Linked DNA regions of Mus musculus: region 2 is linked to region 1. The links are chromatin contacts, called in public promoter capture Hi-C maps. All regions are on one chromosome and are shown on one strand. Each heading gives the region's core, a stretch centred on a gene start, on an enhancer-like site or on the middle of the called end of the contact. The rest is flanking DNA. Distances are from core to core; before and after follow the strand shown. Region 1 holds the start of Aspscr1 (alveolar soft part sarcoma chromosome region, candidate 1 (human)). Region 2 holds the start of Cbr2 (carbonyl reductase 2).

Evidence for each region. Capture Hi-C pulls out chosen DNA fragments and counts their contacts.
Region 2: a contact with region 1 is called in a promoter capture Hi-C map of adipose tissue. The contact joins the promoter of Cbr2 here to the promoter of Aspscr1 in region 1. A contact is called at or near these places in 9 of 39 promoter capture datasets (the 3T3-L1 cell line, 3T3-L1-derived adipocytes, cranial neural crest and 5 more), 3 of 484 Hi-C or Micro-C datasets (the HL-1 cell line, liver and memory CD8 T cells), 8 of 115 datasets of contacts at active chromatin or transcription factors (the 230-238 cell line, the SCID.adh cell line, embryonic stem cells and 2 more) and 3 of 9 other capture datasets (adipose tissue, liver and pancreatic islet).

The regions. Positions count from the first base shown.
Region 1 is chr11:120,671,299-120,675,628 of GRCm38.p6, forward strand. Aspscr1 (alveolar soft part sarcoma chromosome region, candidate 1 (human)) reads left to right here and starts at 1,675. Exons shown (of 16, transcript NM_026877.2): 1 at 1,675-1,872; 2 at 2,742-2,797. The coding sequence starts at 1,771.
Region 2 is chr11:120,730,661-120,734,857 of GRCm38.p6, forward strand. It overlaps Cbr2 (carbonyl reductase 2), which reads right to left and starts at 1,361. Exons shown (of 8, transcript NM_007621.2): 1 at 1,261-1,361; 2 at 346-443; 3 at 85-239. The coding sequence starts at 1,312.

The sequences.
Region 1 (4,330 bases), core at 425-2,924:
TTTTCTCTTTTTTATTTATTTTTTATTTTTTTTATTTTTTGGTTTTTGACACAGGGTTTCTCTGTGTAGCCCTGGCTGTCCTGGAACTCACTCTGTAGACCAGGCTGGCCTCAAACTCAGAAATCTGCCTGCCTCTGCCGCTGGAGTGCTGGGATTAAAGTCGTGGGCCACCACTGCCCAGAACCACTACCAAGAGATAGCACCACCCACAATGGGCTGAGCCCTCCCACATCAATCACTAATTAAGAAAAATGCCCCACAGCCAGATCTTGTGGAGTTATTTTCTCATTTGAGGTTTCCTTCTTTCCGATGACTCTAGCTTGTGTCAAGTTGACATAAAACTAGCCCGGACAACTGTCAAGGAAATAAATAAAAAAAACTCATTCATCAATTGGTGTTAAAACTGTTGCATAATAAATGTGGGAAGAAAAAAAAAAAAACATGGCATTGTAGTCTTAAAGAATTAGCCTATAGCTGACTAATTTACTACCCAAGGAAAGAGGGACCTTGATTATGGAGGATTCCGACTTTAACTTGAGCCTGACCATGGTCAAATTTCACATGCTCACTTTCAGAACAATCTGTATCTCTTGATGGCTGTCCATTTTTCTCACTGCACCTCTCTAAATGTTCTGCCAGAGGATTCTAACAGTGGGACAGTTGAAAGAAAACAGACTTGAGGGTTTGTGAGGTTTTGTTTTAAATGCTAGTGTGTAAAAAAGAAAGGAAGAAAACCAAAGGGGACCCGGGAAGGTGGGCAGCACAGTGAGGGTCTAAGGTTGCATAGAACACGCAAACTCTTCCCATTCTTTTCCCCATGTTTGTCAATACACACGTGTGACACAGATGCTGTATACCAGCTTCTCCAGTCAGATTTGGAGATTTTTACAACAATCCCAAGGACCATAGGCAAAGCATTCTCCTTGAAGTCATGGTGACAAGCTAAGAGAGGGCCTGAAGTCAACAAGATGGCTCAGCAAGTAAAAGTGCCACCAAGCCTGGTAACCTCAAATGAATCCCTCAGTCCCACAAGGTGGAAGGAGGGAACAGGCAAGTTCGCTGACAATGCACACAGGTACCATAGCATGCCTGTACCTGCTCTTCCACAGACACACAATAAAAAAAAAACACATAAAATATAACTTTATTATTATTGTTGTTGTTATTTTTTCAAGACAGGGTTTCTCTGGGTAGCCGTGGTTGTCCTGGAAGACTGTTGCTCTGTAGACCAGGCTGGTCTTGAACTCAGGGATCTGTTTTTGCCTCCAACATACTGGGATTAAAGGCTTGCATTACCACATCAGTCTCAATAAAATATTTTTCTAAAAGGTTGTCGCCATGTGACGATGATGATCACAGGAACACTTGAGAAGGGAGGCAGGATCAGTACTTAACGGAGTAGGTACAAAGGCTAACTCTGGTGTGCGCATACCCAGTACTTGGTGACAGACAGGTAGCTGTGGGCCCCAGGCTGGCCCCAGGCAGCATAGCTTTCTTGCAGGCAGCCCCCAGAGCTTGGAGGTTCCCAGGAACACGTGCCTCCGGATGAAGAAACAATGTCCCTGACAGAACTGTGCTCCTTCCAGGGAGGTGCCTTTGGTCCGCGCCGTCGGGACGCCATCAGGCTGCCTAATAGCAAAGCAGAGCCAGAGCGCCGGGGGCGGGCCCGGAAGCGAGTTGGCCCCGCCCCCGAGACCGCGTGGCTGTGCGTCCGGGCTGTTGCGGATAAAGTTGTTTGAGGCGAGCCGGCTGCGGTCACGTGAGCGGAAGATGGCGGCCCCGGCGGGCGGCGGGGGCTCCGCGGTGTCGGTGCTGGCCCCAAACGGGCGGCGCCACACGGTGAAGGTGACGCCGAGCACCGTGCTGCTGCAGGTGCGGCCGCCGGCCCGGGTGGGGAACGGGCGGATGGGTGGACCCGCGGGCCGCCCGGGGTCGCCGCATCAGGGCCCGCCCCTGCGGTTGCTCCTAGGGCGGTAGGGCGGGACCGGGTCCCGGTGGGCGGGGCCTGAGGCAGCCAATGAGCGCCTTTCGCGCGGCTGTCCGCCCCATCCTCTAGATCTGGGTCCCGGGGGCGGGGCGGGATACTTGGAGGCGCGTTTGCTGAGCACGGTGGGGTGGACCCCACTAACAGGGTCGAGCCTTGCGAGCCCCAGAATCTTCGGCGCTTGTCCGAATCCAGCCTTCTCGGTCACCGGGAAGAGTGGCGTTCCTTCCTGCTCAGCTCAGGGGCGTCCCTCCGGACCCTAGGGCCTGTGTTCCCGGAAGTGAATTTTGCTAAGTCACTCACGGCTTTTGATTGTTGCTGTTTGTGACCTCGTATGAATTACACCTGCTTATTAAACCTCTGTTGTTAGGTTACAAAGGCGTACACGATTCATATCTGTGGCAGGGCCATACAGAGTGACCTCCATTTGGAGCTGCGCTCATGTAGAGGAGGGTTCTGGTCATGCAGCAGTTGCACAAAGACTGCCGGGCCACAGAGTGGCCGTGGACACAAAGTTCAGTAAGGCAGATTATTATTTGTGGCTAGAGGCCTCGCAGAGCCTAGAACATGGGACCAGGGGTGGACAGGCTAGGCCATAGTTGGAGGATTAAGTCAATAATGGGTCCCCAGTAGGAGGGGAGAGAGTAGACAGGATTTGCATGTAGTTTGCTTGGAGCTGGTGAGTGAGATGTTTGGTGGGCTGGCCAGTGCGCCTACTATCAGTTGAGGTAGGTTTTACCGATCATTTGTCCCACAGGTACTAGAAGACACATGCCGGCGGCAAGACTTCAACCCCAGTGAATACGACCTGAAGTGAGTTTGCTTGGACTCAGCTGTGGGCTTCTCAGTCTACCTGGTCCTTTTCTCAACACATACTATCTCTGCCTTAGAAGCGCCCCCATAGGTACTTTAATACAACAGAAGTTTATCCTTGCCCAGTTCTGAAGGCAAAGTCCAAAGTGCCCAGAGTATGGTTGTGCCACCCCCCCCCCCCAACCGCCCCCAGATTCTCTGTGTAGCCCTGACTGTCCTGGACTTCACTTTGTAGACCAGGCTGGTCTCAAACTCACAGAGAGCCTTCTGCCTCTGCCTCCACAATGCTGGGATCAAAGACCCCACCCCCACCCCTGTGGCTATACTCTAGAATATTCTAGGGAAGAGGACTCATCTCTTTCAGCTTCTGGCTGTCCTGGTATTTCTTGGCTTGTGACTGCATCAGTACAACTTCTGCCTTGATCTTCAAACGGCCCGAAGACACAAGTCACTGGGTTTAGGGTCCTCTGGTTAGTCCAGGGTGACCTTATTTAATTTACTCTCTTAACCTACATTCATAAATACTTGTGACAAATAAGGTCATTTTCACAGGTTTTAGGGGCAAGAACAGTGATGTATCTTTTGGGGAGCACTGTCTAAACCCACAAATGCAGGGTTTTGGCTGTCTGTGTAAATTCCTGGTAGGACAAAGGAATGGCTAGAAAGCTGTAAAGGGATTGTTCGCCTCCCAGCTGCTGTAGTCCTCCCATGTCTGGGTCTCTGGGTCAGGGTGTTAGTACAAAGAGAGCAGTCCTCCACCAGGTCCTCGGGTCTGAGGCCATAGGAGGGATGCAGGTTTCTGTCTTAAGTAGAGCTTTTATTCTTGGAGACATGTTTTCACAACATTGTCCTAACACAAGAAGCCCACTCTCTTGGCCTTTCCCATGCTGTCGTGTGGGCTTTCTAGGAAGAAGTTTCTTGGAAAAGATACCTATATCAGGCCATTCCAGTCTCCGGCTCCCGTTCTGGTCTTCTAAGAATCCCAGAACATGTGCTCTTGAGTGGCCAAGCCATCTAACAATATCCTGCCACAAAGCTTTGTGCCAGCTCTGTTCTGTTAACCTGCCCATGGTCCACGTAATGGTGTCTGGTTGGAGCAATGACTATAATTTGAGCCAGTTCCTCTACAACACTACATTAGCTCTGCCCTTGTCTCCCTTTCCATCCACTGACTGTAATTTGTTTAAGAACTGCTCCCATTGCCCTGGCTGGTGCCTGGCTGTAAACAGAGTGGCCTCTTCTCTCCACCCAGTGTTCTCAGCTCTTAGGCCTGATGTCCTGGTTCCCACTAGCATTTTCTATGGCAGTTTGCTGGTTTTGAACCTATGTTGAGGGTTCGGATCAACCATGGCTGATCCCTGTCAGCCGATGAGAACTAGCTGATGAGGTGGTCTTGTTCTCAGTTTCTCCCTCTCTCTCTCTTCCTCACCTCTCCTCCCCATTTTCCTCTTTCCTTTTTCTTTTGTGAGAACCTATGTAGGCCTGGTTGGCCTGGAAGCATTGTTTAGACCAGGCTGACTTTGAGCTCACAGA
Region 2 (4,197 bases), core at 111-2,610, 59 kb after region 1:
CTGGCAGGAAAAGAACAATACATGGCCTCTACACCTTGTCTTCAGCGACCCTCCCTGGCCTGCCTGCTCTCTCCAGGTGCCCACCTGTCAAAGGCTTCCTTGGTAACTTCCAGGAAGGGCTGCATTATAACCAGCGCTGCATTGTTCACCAGTAAGTCCACAGGGCCGATACCGCCCAGCGCCTTCTCTGTGGCATCCCAGTCACCCAGGTCCACACACACGGGCTCTATTCCGGGACACTGTGGGGGACATTGTTTGGTGGCCTGAGGCACTGTTCCAGACACCTTCTGATGTATCCCTGAGTGTGGGGAGCAGGCCCAGGTAAGGCAGGGCTGTGTGCCTTACCTCTTTGGCAAGGCTGACCAGGTCTGAGTTGGTCCGAGTCACCGCCACCACTTTGGCTCCTGAGGCGTGCAGGGCCTTCACAGTGTCCCGTCCAATCCCTGTAGGAGAATGGTGGGACAAGGGCCCTACATGCCTAGTCACAGCTAGGGTCAGGATCCCAGGTGGAAATAAAGACTCTAGAGGATGGCTGGCTCCTCATGAGCCCTGGGAAGCCTGCCTCTGGTGCCTGACTGCCCAGCCTGGATCTAGGAGCTACCCTGTAGCCAACCTAAACCCATCCATCCATCAGGGGTACTGTGGCCAGAATGGGGTTGTCATTCTATCCTGGTGGGTTTCCAGCCAGGTGACAGAAGTCCTAGTCAGTGGGAGCCAGGTTTTGAAGGACTGAGCTGTGACAAGGTCACCTTGGACCCCTATTCAGTGTTGAAGTTGTCCCCTTCCTCTCCCCAGTACACATCTCACACTCTTCCCTGCTCACACTCACCCCACTTCCCTGATCACACTCACCTCACTTCCCTGTTCACACTCACCTCACTTCCCTGTTCACACTCACCTCACTTCCCTGCTCACACTTACCTCACTTCACTGCTCACGCTCACCTTTCCCTGCTCACACCTCACTTCACTGCTCACACTCACCCCACTTCCCTGCTCACACTCACCTCACTGCACTGCTCACACTTACCCCACTTCCTTGCTCACAATCACCTCACTTCCTTGCTCACATTCATCTCACTTCCTAGCTCACACCCTCTTTCCCTGTTCACACTCACCTTTTCCTGCTCACACTCACTTCCCTCCTCACACTCACTTCCCCACTCATACCTCACTTCCTTGCTCACACTCACCTCACTTCTCGGCTCACACTCACCTCATTCCCCTGCTCACACTCATCCCCTTCCCCGCTCACACTCACCTTTCCCTGCCCCTGTCACCAGGGCCCTCAGGCCACTGAAATTCAGCTTCATGCTGCTGACACCAGCTTCTTCCGAAGCAAGAGATGGGCTCAGCTTTTATGGCTGGGCAGCAGGCGGGGCAGGGGTGGGTGGGGCTAGGAGCCAACAGGCCTGGACAGGGTGGCATGACCCGCTTCCTCCAAGGGTAGCTCTCACTCCCCAAATATGGCATCCAACTGCTTGTTAGGACTTGAAGAAAAAATAAGAAATTGAGCACACACATGCCTGTGAGAGGGACTGACAGAGGTGGAGCTGTGAAACCGGAGACCTGGGAAGGAAATTGTGTTTTCTTTGGGCTGGTGCCTGGTCTTGAGCCCTAATGGCATGCAAGGCAAACCTTGTACCACTGGGCCACACTCCTAATCTAGGAGAATAGACATTTTGATTTGCCTTCTTTGCACAGAAGCATAAGCCGGTAACGGTTTTAATGGAAGGGAAGCTGCACTTTCCAGTCAGGTGGGGGTGCTCCAGCCTGACCGCTGCGCACATGGATGTGACAGTGGCCAGCCACTCAGCATTGGCAGTTCCCGGAGTTAATCCAGCACCCTGGTTTGGCTGTGTTCCTGGGTAAGGGCAGACACTCAGTGAACAAGAATAATATCTGATTCCCAGGCTGGCTAGGGCAGGTGGCTTAGACTGCTTAAGACAAGTCTCTTCCCACCCAACCCCTACCCCAGCATTCCTGAAGTCTGCTACTCTCTTTACCCGCTTCTCCCAAGTGACCTCCACCTGCTCCAAAGACTCTGCCTTTGGTGACCACACTGAGGCACTCTGAGGTAGACCTCCCTTTCTCAGAGCAGATGGATGGACCCTTGGGGGAAGTTTTGTAAAACAACCAGAGCATTAAATGTCCATTCTGATTCTGTGTCTAGGAAGTTGTCTAAGGCCGTGCCAAGCCCTTCCTGATCTTGTGTGACAGAATCCATGAACGGGACACTTCCTTCCAGGGGAGTCGTGGCAGGGCACAAGGCAGGAGGTCTGAATGCACAGAGCATTCCAGGGAGAGCCCCAGGAGAAGGAGTGCTCCAGCTCCCTACCGCTGCCAGGCTCCACACTGAGACTGAGTGGCCCTCAGAAAGAGGACAGACATGTTTTTGGTGGTACTCAGCACTAGGTAGGCCAGGCTAGACAGCTCTTGAGCTGCCAAGGTTTTGACGGCTCCTGCTTTTCATTGCTCCATAGGGAAGCTGGGTTACAAACGTGTGTGGGTTCTTGGTGCCTGCATCAAGGCCCTCGGTGGAACCATCATGGCTCAGGATTATGGAGGGAGGGTCAAGGAGAGATTCAACCATGAATATCTCAGATGAAGACCACAGGAGTTAGCTCTCTCTTCCCTCCCAACCTGGAGCCATAAAATCCACTGCCCTCTGTCAACCCCAATAAGGTTTCACTCCTTGTTTGATCTTATAAGGTGTGTACACACACATATTCACAAGCAAGCACACACACGCTCTCTCTCTCTCTCTCTCTCTCTCTCTCTCTCTCTCTCTCTCTCTCTCGCACACACACACACAACTCTACAAGCCCCTGAGTATGCAGATGCAGTACCTTCCAACACCCCCGTCCTGGCCAATGGTGCACACACCTTGCCCCAGAGACCCTGGCCACCTCCCATGGGGATAAATCTCTCCCTTTCCCTCAATAAACCGAATCAGTTCCCCAAGGCTGTTCCCTGGTGTGTTCTTTTCCTGAGTACTCATCGCAGACCAAGATCCTGCATTGAGCCCAGCCACACCCTCCTAAACTTCCCTCCCTCCAGCCCAGCTTGGCAGCGAGCCTGACTACCCTGAGGGAGAAGCAGACATGGGTGGCAGCCTTCGTGCTTGCATAGTAAGCATTTCATCACTGAGCCGTTTCCTTGGCCCTGATTTTTCTTTTTGTTCAGCTAAAATTTAGGAGAAACTTAGGAGGAACCAGCAATGTCATCAAGTCACATTGGCTTAGTCTTACCCTGCCCCTCAGGACAAGGTTTCTCTGTGTAGCCCTGGCTGCCCTGGAACTCACTCTGTAGACCAGGCTGGTCTCAAACTCAGAGATCTGCCTGCCTCTGCATCCCAAGTGCTGGGATTAAAGGCGTGCACCACCGCCTGGCTAAAACATTTTATTATAAAAGTAATGCTAGTAAGAACTAAAACATAGACAAAGACATCTTCTCACTGCCCAGTTATCCTGCTAAGACCACGGTTAGTAACTATTCACTGTCTACTTTGATATCTTTGCAGATATGACCACATTCGTAGAGTCTGTGTCTTACCATTTTTATATCATTTTCTTCCTTTTTTACAATACCAACCATTAACTTTTAGTAACTACATGATGTACCATTTACAGATATTGTTTTGCTCATTACCTCAACCAGGGGGTTGTAAATAATGGTCCTATATTTGTAAATTAAGTTGTACTTGAACACGGTCACGCCTGTGTGTTTATGTGACTGTAGCCATTTTCATGTCACCAACAACAGAGTTGGTAAATTAAGGCAGAGGCGGTATGGCCTACTAATGATCTGTCTCAATCCTTTACTCTCTGGCCTTTTACAAAGAAGGGTATGTTGACTCCTGCCCTAAATATTAATGGCTCATAATTTGGGCTGTGTTGTAAGGTATTGTGCACTGTGCCAAACTGCTGTCATTTTCAAGACAGCTGCTCCTATTTTGCCTTCTTTGGACAGACGCATTAGCGGATGTATATAATCAGGAGCTGGGACAACTAGAGGATGGGGCTTCACCCAGAGTTCTGGGAAAGCCGCCGTCAGTGTTAGGTGAAGACTTTCCAGTGTGGCTGCTTTGGGGTCACCTGCTCTTTGTCAGTAATCCCTTACCTATGCTCTGTATGTAAGTCCAATAAACTCACTGATCCCCAAAGTTGAACTGGGGTGGCATCTTCCTTTATTTCCC